Linked DNA regions of Bombyx mori: region 1 is linked to region 2. A link is a contact called in public Hi-C data. All regions are on one chromosome and are shown on one strand. The core of a region is the stretch at or near the end of the contact, and the rest is flanking DNA. Distances in the headings are between cores, read along the strand shown. Region 1 holds the start of LOC105842375 (a long non-coding RNA gene). Region 2 has its middle 55 kb from the start of LOC101742752.

Region 1 (6,601 bases), core at 3,212-5,711, 200 kb before region 2:
TTACAGTTCTGAGACGGTTTTAAAACTAATAAATATTAATATAAACCAGTAATATGAAAGAGAACAAAAGTTTAAGCGCGATGGTGTTTAAAAAATCGCTTTTTCGTAAAGTCACTATGAAGAACAAAAAGTTTTGATCATTATACCCCATTAGGTAAAAAAATTAGGCATGACTAACAATGTAACTATTAGATAACTGTTTTTTTACGCTCGATTAATAGTTTAGCGTCAGTACGGTTTTTTTGTGACGACAGAAAAAAAAACGACCGCAAAAAATAATGTGTAGTACGGAGTTGTGTTTACTTATATTTCAATGCGATAAAGTAAAAATTCAATTGATATTTTTTATAGAAATAGCATAGTAACTAAAACATTTGAAAAAAAAACTTACCGATTTATTCTGCTGACTGAATGTCACGAACTGAACTTTTAACTAAGTGTAAATTATTATTTGTGTAAAGTTTTTTTTTTAAATTCTTTAGGCACAATTCCGTCGCGCCTTCTTCAGATATCGTATCAGGCACTAGCACTAGCCGACACTTTTTGAGATTAGTTCACATCAAAAAATAAAAAATAAAATTTAAATTTAAAATCTTTTTGTCGCCGTTTACTCATTCTGATTTATTTATCCGTAAAGTAATTTACTTAAATATTTTCCTTGCCATATGTCACTGTCCGTTCGTCACTCCAATCTCAGTTCGAAGTGTCTAACGTAAACATTGGTTAAGTGTACTCGTAGTATTATAGGACGTTACTTGCAATGTTTTAAAACCCGCTAAGTCTCACGGAGCTGAGTTTGAAGACGTGTTAAAAACAATTGTCGATACGTGTTCGCGCGTCGATCTTCGTCACAAGAAGACGCTTCACGAAAGAGCGTCGCGCCATCCGCACTCCAAGCCAACGAATTGTGTAAACGCGCGCCACTCGCTTAGGCCGCGTCGTCGACGGGCGGGGGCGGAGGCGCGGGGGAGGGTCGCTCTCCTCACGCACACATCCACCCCACCGTATACCGCTCCGTCCATTTTACTAACGTTCCTATTTTGAATACTCGACGCGCCAATCTAGCTCCTATGCGATAGCTATACGACTCGAGGGATGTGACAAACGAAGCGCAACCGACATCAGATCGTGCGTGTAGAGGGAGAAGATATGATGCGTCATCAACACTTGCAGGAGAGGGACGGAATACTATTGGTAGTTGAACAGCGTAACGCATGTGTACTTATCCTCACAAAACGCTCGGGTATGCAATAGTAGAGTCAGTAGAGTAGCTTCAGACTTTATAAGTGGTGTCGATGAGAATTACCACTGTCTTAGTATTAGATTATAATGAAAGAGACTCTGTTGGTATCGTTGTCTTTAATTTCAGACTGATGGGAGTGAGTAAGTGAGAGTTTGTGAGGCGACATGTGGCGCACAGCCGGGTCGGGTCGTCGGTCCCTATAATATTAATTGATACCTCGGCATTCACGGATCAATGATCATTATCGGGCTATATTTTCACAGAATTGAAGCTCACAATCACTCCGATATATTATGTATATATAAAAATAAGCACTTGATGAAAATTTCGTTTGAGACATCATGACACGAGCGAGTAGCTTTGTTTGTAACCACTCTAGCATCGTATTAGATGATAAATACTAGTGCTAATTATTACCAAGACAGATATTCGAGTGTGTATCGCACAAGATATATTTGCACGGACGAAATCGAGGTTGTTGACTGTTTCTAGAATGTCGAAAGTACACGGTGACTCAGCAGACCAATAAATTTTACCAAAATCGTCTTACCTATCTCTATAAAGATTATTGGCGACCGTTCATATTAAATTATTCTAGTCGCACACTGTTGAAACGGTGTAAGCGAGCCGCGATCAACACGCCAATCTAGTCTTTGCTGATTAAATACTGGTTCTCGCGTACGTTCAGAGCGCTGAGTTTAAAGACCTTTTTCATTTAACCTTCACAGCGACGATACGACGAACAAACTAGGACGGTCACGTCAAGAGAAAATCGTTTACACAGTTGGTAAAGTTAGTGTGGATACCCACTCATAGGCCCACGTTCTCAGCACAAGAAACAGAGCGATGCGTTTCTATTGGCCGGGCCGTTACATCGAACAGCTAAAATATTCAAATTTTATGTTTTATGCAACTGGTTTTTGTATTATTATTATTTCTTTTTTAATCTCGAACAAGATTTTCTCTAGTATATTCGAGAATTAATGTGATTTATGTGAATTCTGGTTGCGTGATGCGTAGACACACACAGGTGTTCTTCGTAGTTATTTATTGATTGTTTCGTCAATTGATTTATATGATCACGTACGTTTTACGGTACATTTACTATAACGTTAATTGGCGGGGTTTGTGGTCGAAGATTTTCGAAAGTTGACTAATCAGATACATTAAGTACAGGTTTCGCGAGATTCGGACGTAATTAAAAACCGCAATCTTGAGTTCGTTCTTTTTTAATTCAGTTTATCAGTGCGAACAACTTCTAAATTAGCTAAAAAAAAACTAGTTATTCCATAAATAGTGGGCAAGGTTATCTACTATTAAAATATCTGGATTTCAATATAGAAAATTTATCTGACACACCTTATCATCTACATGAAGCCCCAAGTCAAACAAATTGTCAAAACTGAAGTCAGTCCTTATGCGTGGAAAGAAACGTAACTATTATTTTTAACTATGACAGGCACTTTTGATCTTTGACAAATCGAGTCATAAACATATTAGCAAGAATTCCTATTTATTGATAAAATTATTAATAGCTGGTACGATATTTTATAGTAAAACTGACGAATGTAAGAATTTTTTAAAATTTTCAATCAGTTTCCAGTCTACAAAGTTGATATAGAAGACAATTTATTCTTGCACAGAGATTCTTTGAGATATGTAATCAAACTGTTGATGTAATGATTGAACTATATTTACGGCTCGATCTCTATTACTGTCATTGTGTTAACACAATATTCAAATTTCGAAGCTTAACACCATAGTTCGTCTGTGACCATGAAAACTGTAGAGTATTGCAAGCGTGGGTGTTACTATTGTGACGATAAGAAACTCGATATTAAACCGTAAAAGTAATTTGAATTACCAAGCCTTGCGAAAACCGAAGAAAATAAGAAAACAACGAATTCGAAAGAAAATAGCTCGTTTTTGACTTTACAAGTAATTCGATCGAATTTTTTTTTCATAACACTGCCATCCACAGTAGCCATTTTTATCGCAAAACATAGCGATGGCCAGGTACGTGATAATTTTTTTTATCAGATACAATACTAAGTGTATCTGATACCGATTGATAATTTCGGTAAAGAAAACTGTTACCAGAAATCTGCTATTACTGTAATTGATTTATTTGCGGAGTATTAGATAATATTGCGGTGTTCACGATAAATGATAAAATGAAATGGATATTACGCGCTATTTTGTAATTCGGCCGTGTTGTATAATTTTTATTATAGGTAAAAATATTTCAATAAGAGTTTACTTTTTAATTTTAAATAAACCTGTACCTAGTATTGTGTTTTTTTTGTTGTTTTAGGACAGCATATATATCTGTAGGTATACTAAAATTTAGGATACCAAAATAATTTTCATACGATTTAAACACACTGTCATTTTTGTGTGAAATTGTGAATTATGTACCGAGAAATTTCTCGCACAGTAAAATTGTTTTTCAATATTATTAATAAAGAGCAGTTCATATATTTTTGAAGCTACTAAATTACATTTAATTTTATTTCATGCATCAAGAATTATTAAATTATAATTTCGGCAATATATTATGGTTACATACGAATAAAATTGGCTTCAGTAGAGTGAATATTAGCTTCACATATTAATTCAAAATGTATTTGATATACTAATATTTTTTATAAACATCTATTATTATTTATAGGTTTTAAATAACATTTACCCTGCCTCGAACACAAACTATTAAAATTTCAATGTATTCAAATTTAATACAAAACCCACTAATAAAATCAATGTAATAAATATTTTATTTTTGATAGATCGTAATTTGTATTCGGCATTGGAATAAAAATGGCTACATATATCATTATCACAATTTTAGGACGTTCGATACATGAATCTAAGTTCATTATAAACGTAATTTAGTTTCGTTTCGACCATAAAAAATGTTGAAAGAGATCACATAACGAAATAATCGCTTGTCAAGAATGATTCGATCATTACCATATTTAGCGGGAAAACCGGCGTGGTCATTAACAGCATTCGATATCGAACAAACACTGGTTGCCAACACACGTATCAACTAAGTCTGTTTTCTCTTGAATGTTTACGTCGGAATAATCATTAAAAAAAAAAAAAACACACACGCGCACTTTAATTTAGCGAATTTGTTATCTACGTTCACTTGTCTGATCACTCGTACGACATTATCTAACTGAGCGTAATAATTAGCGGGTGTATTGTTTCAGTGGTCGCGTACCTAAGTGGCAAAGGTTCGCGGCGCGCCGCTAAACTGTTCGTCCTCGCGTTGTGTTCGCTAACGTCTCTTTTCCCCTTTACTTCCGCACCAGCTTTTTGGTGAGGGCGCAGGCGCCCCTGCCATTTTTTAAACCGCGCCCATGCTTCTGTAATTTCTATCGTGCACCTTGAAAACGGCTTTTTTCTGTCATTTTTTTCACTACGTCTCTTTCTAACGTCACTCGTCGCTAAATCTCCGTCCCCCTCCATCTAACGGTCGGCGATGTGCACTGCTCCATCGTAACACCGGTAGCTTAACGTTCTCTCTTTCTAAAACGACGCGACGCCGGTGACGCCAATTATTTTGCTATACCTCACATTCTAAACGGCGCTATAATCGTGTTAAACTTTAATATGAACCTTAATGCATTGTCATAAAGCTGTAAATATCAACTGCACGACGTAGTTGCGACTTTTCTGTCTAATGCAAAAAGTGTAAAGTTCCGGCCATTTTTGCGATAAAAAAAATCACGTGCATGCACGTAACCACGCCTTAGTATACACATGTTATATCGCTGTCTGTCTTACTCCTTTTATTTTTTTATTTTCTATCTCGTTCCTTCACGCACACATCAGCGCACCGTCGAATGCTTCGGGAGCCCAAGTTTTTGCCGCCACCTAGCGTTGGATAGCGGAACTTGAAGGAAAAGAAAGCATTTCTCCGAGGGCGGCAGCACTGCGTGAAAGGGGCTATTTCTAAGTCAAATTAGTTCTGGAATTTTCCGCGCACCACTGGCGCTTTGTACATATACGAGTATTCGAACTATAAAATCTCTATGCCCTGATAACGAGCGGCGTGCGGCTTTGTAAACGAGATTGCTTATTAATGCGCCCGAGAATCAATTAATAGAACCGGCCGACTCGACGCAACCGAAGAAAAATAATGTTGTTGTCTGTTCATTTAATGGAAACAGATTTAGTCGAGAATTTGCATTTAATTTGCGCGTTTCGCCGTGTTTGCCAGCAGGGGGCGCTGTGAGTCTGTTCCACGGGGAGCAACTATATTAAATGCGAGAGAGCAGTACAAAAAATACTTCGCGTGGGCCGATGTAATAAGCCACTGGAATAGGTTAATGGAGATTAAGCACAATTTTATTAGAGTCAGCAGTTACCGTAAATTATAAAATTAAAATACCTTGTGCTTGTCGCGTAGCTACGATACGACGTAAAACATAATTCTCGTACGTAAAGCACTTGATGAAATTAAAATTAAAATTATTAATTACAAACAATACACTTAACGAATTAACATTGATTGTGTCATTATTTATTTTTTGGATAAAATAAAGGAAAAATACGTACTCTATAATAATATACTCACTATGCTTATAATCAACGAGGATTTAAAAAGTTAAATATAGATTTTTACAAATTCTTTAATGGGTATTAAATATCATAAATAATACGAAAATATGAAATATGTAAATTTAATAAATATATCTAATGCGCACTTAAATATATTATATTACTAAGATATTTCATCTTTTTCTCCACCTTATCCCACTAGGTGGGATCCGCACAGTTAATTTTTCTCTTCTATCAGCCGTCATCTCAACACTCATTCCTCTCTCTCTCATATCGTCATTCACACACTCCATCCATGTCTTGCTTTAGTCGACCTCTTCCCCCTCTACCTTGCAGGCTTGCAGTACCATTTCCATACATCTCCTAGTCACATGCATCTTCTCTCTACGCATCACATGTTCATACCACGCTATTATTACTTAGATATTTGATCTTTTGAATTGCAATTGTATCTTCGATGGCAACGTAGCTTGGTGAAAACTATTCTTTTCTCGAGTTCATCAATGACTAGCTAATTATAACCGTGCAGTTTCTTACGATCAACATTTACAGCGTGGATCTCGTCTCAAGCCAAAGTCAGACGCGCGGAATGTCACCAAGAAAACATCTTTGTAGGACCGAAATGGAGATTTTTATTTTAATGCCAGCTCGTTTGCTCCGTTTTAGGCGCGGTCCAACATTTCTCGCCACGGCTTATGTAAATGATATGTTAAGAACAGCTTTATATGGATTTAAAGTTGATGGAAATGACTTAGGGGCGAGTTAGGAGCAGTTTTTTTTTTTTTAGAG
Region 2 (6,784 bases), core at 2,656-5,155:
CGGCTCCGACAAACGTTATTATAGCGAACGCGCTGAATATAATTAAAGGTTAGGTTTTTTTTTGTTTTTGTCGCGGAACTTCACGTACTTCATAAAAACAAAAACAAAAAAAGATGTGTGGAACGAAGTTTCTTAGTATAAAAATATTAATTTTAAGTTCTATTCGAGGTATAAAGAAAATAATTATTCGGGTATACATTTTTTATTGATAAAAAAAAACTACTTTACAAAGTTATCAACTTTATTTTATTCACAATGATTTATAAAAAATATATAATAATAATATACAAAGAAACAGCTATTTATACGAATAATAATAATAATGACCGTCATCACGTAGACTATACATTAGACACTGTATAGCCATCATACTAAGACTATACATAAATAATAAAAATCTTACGTTACGGACGATTTTTCCCAGTTAGGGTACCCCTACGCATCGTCCCATAAGGAAGATCGTTCCAAAAACAAAAAAAAACCTAAACTTTGTATTTAATACGGTTCAATCTCGCTTTTATTATTAACGTCTTATTGTTAACTGTAGGTACATTATTCGAAACGCGAGATAAAACTGTTTTGATTGTGCTTACAACTGTTTGTGCGAACAACGAAATCCTAGTCCACTGAGCTTCTCGCCGGATCTTCTCAGTGGGTCGCGTTTCCGATTCGGAATTAGAATCAGTTTAGATTCTGCGAAGCATTGCTCTTATTAGGGCTAATCCTAGGAATTTCTCTCGGGTTGACTACCCGTCCAGGTGTAGCTGGAATAGCCCTTTAAGGTACCAGCGAAATCCTAACTATACATTTTCTCATCGGCTATGACATTACAATCTATACTAATATATAAATCTACAGTGGTTTTTACGGATGTTCCGTTATAACTACTGAACCATGCATCCGATTGACTTGAAACTTCGTTACCATGTAGAAAATATATGTACTTAATGGATAAGCTAATATTTATATGAGTGTTGGACTGCCTATACCAGTTGCGGGGGCGTTAATGATGAGAATCTTTGGGGTGAGAAATAATAATGTTAATTTTAAATGGTCAGCGAAGCGGACGGGTACAGCTCAATAAAGCTACTTACTATTTATGACCAAGCAGTCGTTTGTCGTTTGAATAGCGAGACGGCCATTTAATACAATGAGTCTCAATGAGTGTCAATGAGTGTCAAGGTTGGTCACGGAAACGTTCTAACACCACGGTCATCGGTCCTCAAATTAGTTTTCCCTGTGTCATGGGTACCAGAGATCTGACATACATATGTCACTATACTTACATACTTATCCTCACAAAAAGAGCAAAGAAACCTGTTCGTCCGACACGAGAATCGAACCCACGACCCTCGACGTCACAGTCAGGTACGCTGAATCCTGCACCGCCGACTCAGTCTCCTCTTGTATTTTAAATAATAATCTTTCACTAATCAATAGTGAATTGAAATCGTATCGATTCGACAAAAACAAAAAATCGATTTCTCGAGAAATACATCGATTTCTTCTATAATGAACTGTTATTTCACATGCAAGTTTCCCAAAACTACATATTTGTTATCATAAAAAAAACGAAATATCTAGAATATTCTTTACATGAATTTAACGCATCGCACGTACTCCTGCGCAGTTTTATTTAAAATGGAGCTCTCCCCACTATTTTTGAATTGTTAACAAAAAAAAACACACACACACACACACACACACCCCACATTGAAAGGGGTGGAACATATTACAAAGAAACGGGCGGGTACCCGTTTTTTTTTTGTTTAAAGTTTGTCTCCGAAAGAGACAGATAGTGTTACGAATAAAGCAAGTCAACCAAATCGAGCGATGATATTTCAAGCGATTTTAATATCTATACCTTGAAACACGTTATAGGTTTTTTTATATTTTTATTGTTTAGATGGGTGGACGAGCTCACGGCCCACCTGGTGTTAAGTGGTTACCGGAGCCCATAGACAAATACAATGTAAATGCCGCCACCCACCTTGAGATATGAGTTCTAAGGTCTCAGTATAGCTACGACGGCTACCCCACCGAACCGAAACGCATTACTGTTTCACTGCTGAAATAAGCAGGGTGGTTGTACCTGCCTATGCGAACTCACAAGACGTCCTACCACCAGTAAATGGGTGGGTTTTATGAGTGGTAAGGCGTTTTTTGAGCTCGTCTAGGTATGTACCACCACTCTGCCTATTTCTGCTGCGAAGCAATTATGCGTTTCGGTTTGAAAGGTAGAGCAGCCGTTGTACTATAGAACTGAGACATAGAACTCGTAATGTGTGGGCTACATTCACGTTATTCATGATTATGGGCTCCGGTAACCACTTCAAACCTGACCGTGAGCTGATTCATCAGCTTAGACAATAAGTTAAAGTCTGACGGTGCAAGTTTCTGGAATGCCATACCATTACCAGCGTGAAAAATAAGAAGTCGAGGGTTAGTAATTAAAATAATAGAGTAAGATATTTAACGCTACTAACATTGCACACATATTGTTAATTTCCGTGTATGATAAAAAAGGTCATATACCTTTGACAATGATTAAAACTATGTACCATTCCTGATCCATTGACGGTGCTTTTAGGCATAACAAACACCGATCACCGTCCTCGTCGAGCCCGTCGCTTGCGACGAAGGGCTCGACGAGCGAATTAACCCATCGACACAGCCCACGGAGTTTCTCGCCGGATCTTCTCAGTCGGTCGCGTTTTCGATCCGGTAGTAGATTCTGCGAAGCACTGCTCTTACTAGGGTTAGCTCACCTATAAACGTTAGGGCGAAGCTGAAATAGCCTCTCAAGGCTATCAGCCTAGGTAGGAAAAAAAATGTACCATTATGAAAGTTCCATATTTCCAATAAGTACGTCAATTTACCTCGGATTTTTTTTTCATTTAGCCATAGTTACCGATCTGACTAGTACCAAGCTGATGACAGAATGAAGTGCTGTCAACGGTACTCCGAAGTCACTGGCTGGGGTCCATATACCTTGGTTACGTTTGGTTAAAATTCGAACTGCATTAAGATAATGTAACTTATATATACCACTAGACGAGCACCGCGGATACGCTCGCTTTTAATTAGTAATTGAGAAAGAATGAAACAAGATTCATTTTCTCGGGACAAAAAATTGCTTGTGTCGCTTTCTGATCCGTTAATTTATAGATTCGTTGTTTTGTGAACATATTTTTAATGTCCTGAGTAACAAACATACAAACTTTCATATTTATTATATTGGCGTAGAAATAAAAATGCCGTATAGAAAGAACTTAATAAAGAAATTTCAATTCAAATGTAAGAAGAGATCATAATATAATTTTCAAACTTCAACTTCAAACCACCATATGGACAGGACCTCAAGGAAAAATGAAGAAAGGAAGGCCCTTGACACGCTGGGAGGACGAAATAAAAAAAGCAGCTGGCCCAAAAAGAGTGGTGGCAATTAGCCTAGAATAGAGAGAAGTGGTCATCATTGGAGGAGGCTTTTATCCAACCTGGGGACCTTGCTAGTAATTAAACATAGTGTTATAGTATAAATAAATTTAGTAAATTAAGAAGCAATGTAGCAGGATCAAATAAAGACTTTTTCTTTAATTTTATTTATTATTTTATTTTCAAACCATTGCCAGTGACACACGACAAAGATACTATACTGTCAGTAATAATGATCATAAATTATTGTGCAAACAAATCTTTCCGTTTTAGAATATAAAAATAGCAATGTGAGTAAGAAGTTTCATAGTAAACAAATTGGTTTGTTCATTCCAATAGCTCTCGATTCTAATAAGAATTTACCACACATTAATTAAATGGACTTTCTAAAGTACATATATCTCCATAAAAACGCCGGGAAACGAATATAAATGCTTAAAATCGTATCGAATAAGATGTGAGGTGGCAATTTCGATGGAAAATGAGACGGTTTAAGCACAAAGTCACGTACTCAGAGGCTAACACAAATTTAATGTTTCGCTTTGAACAAGTTAAGAAACGCGCAGCGCCATCTAGCGTCGAGAAGACAAAACAAAAGCAAAAATTAAGCTATTTTAGTAGTAAATTCTTTAGTTTCTGAAAACTGATAATTTAACAAATTTATTAATCGTGCTCGTATATATTTTTTATTATTTTCTGTTACATTTTCAATTTGTGGCATTAAGCGCCACCTATTGATGAATAGACATAAGTACGAAATGCTGTTTTACCGACTCTATAATTCACCCCTTGTGCACACGTTTCCTCCTGTAAGCTTGTGTGCATGTGGGGAAAGCGCTCCAAATTCAAATCTTAAACTGTTATGGCTGCTAGTCAACCATTTTGAAATACTAAAAATGTTAGCTATCAACGAATAAAGAGGCGCCGACTTTGTGAAGTCGTTTCTTATTTAAACAAGGCTATTACATTTTCAGATCTGTAAATTTCAGTTTAATTTAATTTTAAAAGAGTATTAAATAACTTCACGTAAATTTTAAATATGTATTGTTAAATTCAGATTATTGTTTGTAAAAAAACTGATTGCTTTCAAAATATTTTTACACAAATTTTGTAAACTTTTAAGTTGTTGATATTAATAAAAATCGGATGTTTTGATAACCTTGTGCATTTATAAAGGGCTTTAATTAAAACTATATGTATTTACGATTTAGTCCTATTTATGTTAAATTAAGCCGTAAAAGTTATTTTAATCAGGCCTATGACCCGCGAAATCGAAAAAAATGTTATTGATATTTTCCTATAAAAATTATAAGAGACGAAAGTAATTAAAAAAAAAATTATAACGTCGCGTTTATTAAAAAAAAAAACTTTGCCATTCACCCTCTCCTCCTTCACTTCAACAATACAAAATCAATACCTAAAACAATGAATAAGTTATTAAAAAGAAAACTTACAAATTTTCCGGCCGCATTGTAAGGTATTGAATGACCATCTTTATAATTGACATAATGGCCACTTACATCGAAAGCGAACAATGAAGCTTCGAAGAGAATAAGCTGTCTTCATTTTCTTTAAAAAAGGTTGAGCCATTATGTCTTGCGATATTCATGCGCTGACAAAATTTACAATTAGTAAATTCGGTAGTAAGCGGCTTGGCTCTGCCCCTGGCATTGCTGATGTCCATGGGCGACGATAACCACTCACCTTCAGGTGGGCCGTATGCTCGTCTGCCTACAGAGGCAATAAAAAAAAATCCGGAAACTTCGTCGCGTAGGTCGTTGCTACTAGATACGTGCTATATCTTTAGGAAGGATTGGTAACTGGTTGCTCCATTTTTTAAACCTGATATAATTGCATCTCTGAATACAAACTCATTGGACTTCTTTAGTAATAAGACCGAATACCTTCTGCTTCTTACGCTTGTCCCAAATTATGTGGATTCGACGTAATATGTGCACTTATAATGCTGCTCATAGGGATTTGGCGCGAGTATTACGACCGTACGTGACGTCAACAATCCTTGGGTTATATCTCCAGTAGTATATCCATTGCAACATTGCAACTCTGAGGAATTGTTCGAGATGATACCATCATCTCGTTTTCACCATCGCACCGCCCGCCACCGGAGTAGAGTTCATCCATACTACCTGGAGCCACTGCGTTCATCGACAGTGCGTTTCCAGAGATCTTTTTTGCCACATACCATCCGGCTTTGGAATAATCCCCCCCTCTACGGTGTTTCCCGGGCGCTATGTCCTGCTTCAAACGAGGCTTGTTGAGAGTATTCAACAGTAGGCAGCGGCCTGGATCTGCCCCTGGCATTGCTGAAGTCCATGACCGACGGTAACCACTCACCATTAGGTGGGCCCCATCTTCGTCTAACTATACGACAATAAAAAAAATACGTGCCATAGGGAGTTTTTTTTTTTAATCTTCCTTTGGTATTTCTTTTACTTCATCAGCTTTTCGCTCCATTAACTGCATTTTTACAATCGTAAACATTTACATTAAAATTTAGATTTTCAACTACCAAAAGATTAAATTAACGCACTCTATTCGTGCTTCTGTATCATCATAATAACGTCAAACATGTTTACAGTTGAAACCATGATCTGACTGACACGACTCATGATAATTACGCCTCGGCCTAAAGCATAAGACATATGCTTTGCTAGTCTCGACTGATGTGAGTGTACCAGTGTCTACTTATTACATGTTCACGACTGATTAACACAATGAAAGAATAACATCGTGTAATAAAATTAATCCATTCAAATATATTTTTGGCGTAATTACTGGTGGTACGCCGTATTGTGATCCGGCACGGCCAGAAAACACGACCCTGCCCGTTTCTGTCGCAAAGCAGTAATATTTTCCAATTTAAATTACGGCACATCCTTTATATTATAAAACTGAGACTTAGAAGTCATACTCAAGGTGGGTGGCGGCATTTATGCTGTTTATAGCTGTGGGCTCGGGTAATCACTTAACACTAGGTGGGCCGTGAGCTGGTGCACACATCCAGTAATAATAAAAAAAATGAAAAAAAAATAGTGATGGGTAGTGGGATGGGAATGGGACATAACAAAATCGTCTCAAACAATTCTACGTAAAATCCCGACTTAGACCTCATTCATGTCTCAAGGTAAATAAAGTTTTCTCCAATCATAGAATAAATAAATAAAACACTAATTGAATGCTTATTAATTTTGTTATCGGCTATAATTAACTTCAAAAGGTAAATAATTTATCAGAACTCAAATTTCACAGCTTTCTAGGAACATTTTTTTATTGCTTAGATGGATGAACGAGCTGACAGCTCACCTGGTGTTAAGTGGTTACTGGAGCC

The links. Hi-C and Micro-C count contacts between places; a contact is called where the count stands out from the background.
Region 1: a contact with region 2 is called in a Hi-C map of whole pupa, with 3 times the contacts expected there. The contact joins two enhancer-like sites. A contact is called at or near these places in 4 of 7 Hi-C or Micro-C datasets (middle silk gland, posterior silk gland and whole pupa).

What each region holds. Positions count from the first base shown.
Region 1 is chr11:8,635,736-8,642,336 of ASM3026992v2, reverse strand. It overlaps LOC105842375 (a long non-coding RNA gene), which reads right to left and starts at 963. Exons shown (of 4, transcript XR_009974255.1): 1 at 392-963. Within about 2 kb of position 4,461, at least 8 of the 8 cell types and tissues checked have open chromatin away from gene starts, as enhancers often do.
Region 2 is chr11:8,437,457-8,444,240 of ASM3026992v2, reverse strand. No RefSeq gene overlaps it. Among protein-coding and RNA genes, the nearest start is that of LOC101742752, 55 kb to the right of the region's middle. Within about 2 kb of position 3,905, at least 5 of the 8 cell types and tissues checked have open chromatin away from gene starts, as enhancers often do.